Regions from separate parts of the Mus musculus genome. Here region 1 is linked to region 2. The links are chromatin contacts, called in public Hi-C maps. All regions are on one chromosome and are shown on one strand. The core of a region is the stretch at or near the end of the contact, and the rest is flanking DNA. Distances in the headings are between cores, read along the strand shown. Region 1 holds the start of Frmd5 (FERM domain containing 5). Region 2 overlaps Frmd5 (FERM domain containing 5).

Evidence for each region. Hi-C and Micro-C count contacts between places; a contact is called where the count stands out from the background.
Region 1: a Hi-C map of olfactory sensory neurons shows a contact between it and region 2, with 2.1 times the contacts expected there. The contact joins the promoter of Frmd5 here to the enhancer-like site in region 2. A contact is called at or near these places in 5 of 39 promoter capture datasets (the HPC-7 cell line, cranial neural crest, hippocampal neurons and 2 more), 7 of 484 Hi-C or Micro-C datasets (the HL-1 cell line, cerebral cortex, conventional dendritic cells and 4 more), 11 of 115 datasets of contacts at active chromatin or transcription factors (SST interneurons, bone marrow-derived macrophages, embryonic forebrain and 5 more) and 2 of 9 other capture datasets (adipose tissue and pancreatic islet).

Annotation. Positions count from the first base shown.
Region 1 is chr2:121,805,664-121,808,637 of GRCm38.p6, reverse strand. Frmd5 (FERM domain containing 5) reads left to right here and starts at 1,581. Exons shown (of 14, transcript NM_001360084.1): 1 at 1,581-1,908. The coding sequence starts at 1,807.
Region 2 is chr2:121,697,993-121,700,985 of GRCm38.p6, reverse strand. The region is part of intron 1 of Frmd5 (FERM domain containing 5); the gene reads left to right. It also overlaps the pseudogene Gm14021. Among named protein-coding and RNA genes, the nearest start is that of Frmd5, 110 kb to the left of the region's middle. Within about 2 kb of position 1,480, at least 19 of the 459 cell types and tissues checked have an H3K27ac peak or open chromatin away from gene starts, as enhancers often do. A contact at or near this core is called in SST interneurons, cerebral cortex, hippocampal neurons and 1 more, where this site is marked.

The DNA.
Region 1 (2,974 bases), core at 332-2,831, 110 kb before region 2:
AAAAATGCAAAAGTATGGGATGTAGCTCAATATTAGAGCTACTACCAATCCTTAGCAAATGCAAAGTCTTGGATTTGATTCAGGCAAACATGTAGACAAAATCATTTTAAAATTAAAATAGGATTCAGGCATAGAGGTGCATGACTTTAACCCCAGCACTCAGTGGGGGTGGGATGGTGGCAGAGGCAAGTGGATCACTGTGAGTTGGAGGCCAGCCTGCTCTACATAGTGAGTTTGAGTACAGCCAGAGCTACACAGTGAGCTCCTGTCTTGAGCCCCCCTGGCCCCCCCCAAAACGGTTAGAATTCTTTCTAGTCTACTATAGGGGGTTTTAATAGTTATGTGTTATGCTGATATAGTAAGAGCATACATGTAATGAGAAATTAATAATTCATTATTTTAAACGAATATATTTCTCACAGTACTAATGTTTTGGATTGACATTGTTTCAATGTTGGATCTTGTCACCTGCTAGGAAAGAGCTCTACCACTGGGTTACACCCCTATTCCAACCTAACTCCTATTTAACATTTCCTTTCAGTGAAATCTTTGAAGGTAGAGAGAGCCAGTGGGATAGCTTGTCAGGCAAGTCTGGCCATCCGTTTAATCACTGAAACCACATAAAGGTGGGAGGATGGAACTGATTCCACAAAGTTGTCCTCTGACCTTCACACTCGTACGTGGTACCTAAGTGTTCATATTCCATGCACAGGCACACATTGGTATTATTAATAATAAAATCTTTGAAGGTGGCTGTCTCTTAGCGAAGTTGTGGAAAGGAACTTTTAAGTCTGCCGATGGGGAGGACACAAAGGAAAGGAGGCATTTCCCCCCCCCCCCCGGTTCTTTGTGCAATACAGCTCCTGACCATTGTGCTTTGTTGCAGACGTCTGAAGATGTAATAATTCTTTCTAAAAGTACAAGGAAAGGTCCACCAGTTCCTGTTCCCTGCCCAGCTAAGGAGCACACCTCAGCCTTCTTTTGTCTTCTGAAAATAAAAGAAGGGTTAGAGCGTAGGGTTTTCTAAGCGCTAAACGCGGGCGCTTACAAGCTTCTGTGGTTGCACCAGAGTAAATAGCTATTGTAAAACAGATGTTCACTAAAATAAGGGTGCTCGAGGCACAGGGGCCCATGGAGCTGACTTAGGGCAGCGCACAGGTGGGGAGAGCCGCCAGGTCGGGAATGTGGGTGACTGTTTTCTGCAGGTGCCGCCTCCTCGCTTTGGCTTCCAAGAGAGCAAGAACCGGGTGTTGCAGGGTGCAAGTCTTGACTCCTGAAACAGCTCAAATGTTATTCCAGGTTGTAGACACCGATCTCGTGAAGTGTCCACACATGGCCCGGTCCAGGACAAACAGCATCCATACCAACCACCGCCCGCGAAGGGAGCGAGCCAGGGCTTGGGGCGCTAGGGGGCTGGCCCGACTGGGCTCACTACTGCTGTTTTGCGATGATTGCTTCCTCCGCCCGCTCATCATCCCCATTCCTTATTCTGATTGGATCTTCCTCCTGCTAATCGGTTCCGCCGCGCTGACCTCCATTGGCCCCCTACCTAGGCCCCGCCCCATGAGCTGGGCACGGGCAGTGGGGCGCCCGGGAGAGAACCCAGCTTGCTTGGGGTTTGGGGGAGGCGGTGGTGGCTCTGTAGAAGGAAGAAGAGTGGGGCGGGAGGAAGCAGCGGTGGCGATCCGGTCAGGGTGATGGTGCAGGTGCTAAGGGCCGGCGCGGAGCTGCCGCGCTGAGGGGCGACGGGTCCGGAGTCCGCAGCGCCGCCGCGTCGCTCCCGAGGACGGGCGAGCGGGCGGGAAGATGCTGAGCAGGTTGATGAGCGGCAGCAGCAGGAGTCTGGAGCGCGAGTACAGCTGCACCGTGCGGCTGCTGGACGACAGCGAGTACACCTGCACCATCCAGGTCAGCGCCGCGCCGCCCGCCCGCCCGCCCGCCGGCTCGCGGGATCCGGCTCCCCAGACTCGGCCAAGTTGGCGGGGTCCGCCGCCCGGGGTCGCTCCAGCTCTAACCCCGGCGCGGCGCTTTGTCCGCCCCGCAGCCGCACCGCCCGGCGCGCGGCATCCCAGCCCGAGCTCAGCCGGGCACTGGTACCACGCGCCGCGCGCCCCTGCGGGGTGAGTCGCGTCCCGCACCTGCAACTCCTGCTCTGCGCCTTCTCGGGCGGGGGACCCCGGGTCTCGGCTTCTTCAGCCAGCGGATAGGCAGCACCTTGGGCGGGCATCCTGAGCTAGGCGTGTAGGGCGGGAGACGCCTGCCCGGGCCGCCCCGTCGAGGGGTGCGGGCTGAGGCTCCCCCGGCCCCGCCAGGCCCGCCAGCCAGCCTTTATCTCCCTGGTTGGAAGGATAAAGGTTTATGTCATAATTTCTCCTGAGCGTTTGTGAGTCAGACGGAACGCGCAGCCCATGCAGAGTGGCCTATTGAAGGCGCCCAGCCCTCTGTGCTTTGAGGCTCTAGCTCCCTTCCTTGTCTTTTGACCCCCAAATCTCAGCGTGTTGGTTATTTCTGGGGGTGGGGGGCGTGAGGCAAAGATTTAGCAACAAGTCACAGAGATTTGGAGGTTAGCAGTGGCTGGAAGGAGTCGGGGACTTAGGGAAAAGCCAACAATGCAATAATGCCACACAGCATTTCTTTCAGAACCTGGTTTTTACAACCCCTTGCTTGTGTTCCTTCACTACTGCTGTGTGGCGCGTCAGGAGTCTAATATGGTTTTCCCCAGGAATGCAGTCTGTCCTTTGTAAAGTCAGAGGTTGAAAACACTGACCATGCTCACAGATTTAGTTCTTCAACCAGAGGACCCTGCGCTCACCGCCAAAAACTGCTCTTTGTGGAGAAGAAAATTTGAGTTGGACCCAGAAGGGTCTCACCTGATCCCTTTCCTTTCCTGCAAGAACCTGGAGGAGGCTTCTAAGCACAGATGTGTGTGTGTGTGTGGGGGGGAGCCTGCCTAGATTTAACCCTCAGGGTGCCC
Region 2 (2,993 bases), core at 231-2,730:
ATGTAGAACCCCCAGGAAGTAACCCAGGACCTTCCCCTAGGTTGAGTAGGTTCCCAAAGGCTGAAGGGAGACTGTGGGGAGCAGAGAACAGGAATTCCAGGAAAGACTGGATTTTGCTGGAAATGGAGGCTGAACACCCCATGCAGGAGATGATCTCCACGATGTGAACACAGATGCAGGCAGGGTGGTGACAGTGATGGGGGACCCTAGGGCATCATGTGCTTGCATGTTAAGTTTGCGTGTTAAATACTCTTGGATAAAAAGAAAACATTTCAGATGAGTGTTACAGCTTGAATTTTTCTTAAGCTTGTATATGTCTCCACCCAAATTTAAGTACCTGTGTCTGAGGAAATCATTTTTAAAAATCGTGTATGTGTGTATGTGTGTGTGTGTGTGTGTGAGAGAGAGAGAGAGAGAGAGGGAGAGAGAGAGAGAGGAGAGAGAGCATTTATATGAAGTTTTAAAAACATGTATTTCATTGCTAAATTACAATTTATATTTTGTGAGGTAAACTATCATTTTCTTCCTCCTTAGGGACTTATGTTGGAATTTATTCCTAAGAGTCAGTCAACAAGTCTACTTACTAGTGAATTTCATTGCATTAAAACTGTTTAATCATTGAGGGGCCTCCTGGTTTCTATCTGGGACAATTTGATTCGGTCAGAGTTGTTCCTGTGTGGTCGCCTAGAACCTGTGACAGAGAAGGCTATGCATACTTGGAGGCAGGCTGTTTGCTTATCACACAGAAGTCACAGTTTGGAGACTCCTAACTTTTCTAGCTGCAGAGGATCTAACACCGTTGTCGCTGCCGTCGTTAGTACAGTTAATTGTTCGCACATTTCCTGCTAACCAGGTAGAACAGAGACCTCTCCAATGAGATGCATGTTTACACTTAAACAGCTTTTAATAGCAGGCTCAAGGCCTCTGGAGTCTGCTGCTAGATCATCTTCAAATCTTTGTGTGGAGAACTCACCACAAGGACATTTGTAATCCGGCCTCCAATTATGCCATGCTGTGCAGAAAATCAAAGCAACTTCACATTCTAACAAGAGTCTTTATACAATAACAGTCAGTAAGTTATTTTTACTCAACTAAAAAGCCAATAATTTTTTAAGAAGCCAAACTTTTAATATTTTATACTGCACCTCAATGCATGTTCTATAATCGCAGTTGTGAAAGCTCTGCGTGGCAGTGGAAGTCACAGTCCTTGGCTAGCACGGCCCAGACCCCAGACCTTCATCTAGGCCATTGAGTGTGTCAGGCATCATTCTTCACAAAAAGCCCCCATGAAGCCCAAGTGCTCGCCAGGGATTTTTTTCTCCTGTTCCCTTTTTGTATGATTTTCTGTTTCGAGGGAAACAGTGGTGCTAATTTTGTTATGTGCAGCTGCCTGTCCCTTTGCAGCCCCTGGCATTCTCTTCAGTGTGTGCAGTGTAAATGTCTCCATGCAGCCTGTGAAAATGAAAGGCAAACGTTTCAGAGCTGAAGCACAGGCCGGTGATCAGAGCCACAGGGCTGTGTTCTGGCACTCTGGCCTACTTGCCCCCTGCCCTGCCATTGTCCTGCCTTCCTATTTCCTAATGTGTCCTTAGCCTTAGTGGCCACAAAAGGAGCCGAGGATGGAGGTGGAGGTGCAGGCGGAGGTGCAGAAAAGAAGCAGGGGTCATTCAGAGCTTTCATGTCCCTGTAGTTGGATGCGAGAGGTCTAGCTGAGAAAGCACTTGACTCCTGATGAAACAGGAAGTTGGATGTTGCTGGTTTTGTTTTATTTTAAGTTTAGCCCCCCCCCAAAAAAAACAACAAAAAAACAAAAAACTAAAATAGTGCTAATAATGTGGAAAAAAATTTTAAAAAAAGTTTGTTGTAAAGATGTGCAGCAGAAAATTATCTCCTTTCCATTTTCAGAGCTTTAGTTGTGAAGAGATGGCCCTGTATTTCGGAGCTTGTCTGGCTCTGGCTGCAGATGTGTTCAGTTCCCACACTCATACGGTGACCGTGAAAACCACCTGTGGCTTGTGCTGGCCTGTTTCCCTTCGCTTCCCATTCATTCAACTTAAGTGATTTCTGAAATAAATTACATTTTAATAAAAAACACACAACCTTTTTTCTTTAGCTATTTTTAGATTTGTAGGTGGTTGTAAGACCATACATACCTTGTATCCAGTTTCTTCTATGCCATAGAGTCTATGGGAACATTGTACAAACCCATAGTACATCATCCCAGCCAAGAGCTGTCATCAAGGTAGTCGAGATACAAGATACAGAGCATTTCTGTTACTATGTGTTTCCCTCCTTATGTCCTTCTACCAACACCTTCCTCTCTCCCTCACCCTTCCACCCTGATATTTGGCATCACTGATCTGCTTCCAACCTTTGTAACATTTTCTTTTAAAGAATGTTATATAAACAAGATATTCCATGTTTAGGCCGTTGGAATTTTTTCTGCTCAGAAACCTCCACCAAGGTTCATCTAGGCCATTGAGTGTGTCCGTAGTTAATTTCTCTTTATTAGCAAGTTTTTCATTGGTTTAAGGGTGGTTGTTTCTTATTTTTAGCTATTGTCTCTAAGGCTGTTGTAAGCAACTGTTTAAGGAGTGGTATGAATGTAAGACTTCATCTGTCTAATGGGAATGGCTAGATTTTGTAATTTTAAAAGAAAGCAACGACCACCCAGAGTGTCTATACCTTCATCCATTTCCACCAGCAGTGTGGCTACTCCATTTCTTTGCATCTTTGCCAGAATTTTCTGTTGTTGCTGTTTTTATTTTGTTTTATTTTAGCCATCTGATAGGTGCACAAAAGTATCTCATGCCTCTGAGAATTGAACCCAGGGCCTTGCGCATGTGAGGCAAGTGTTCTTCCACCGAGCTGCAGCCCCATCCTGGGCCATGGCTTTAACTTGCCTTCTTTGTGCTTAATGGTGTTGCCTTCCTTTCATGCCTTCATCTGCCGGCTGTATATCCATGTTGGTGAAATAGCTGCGCACGAGCTTT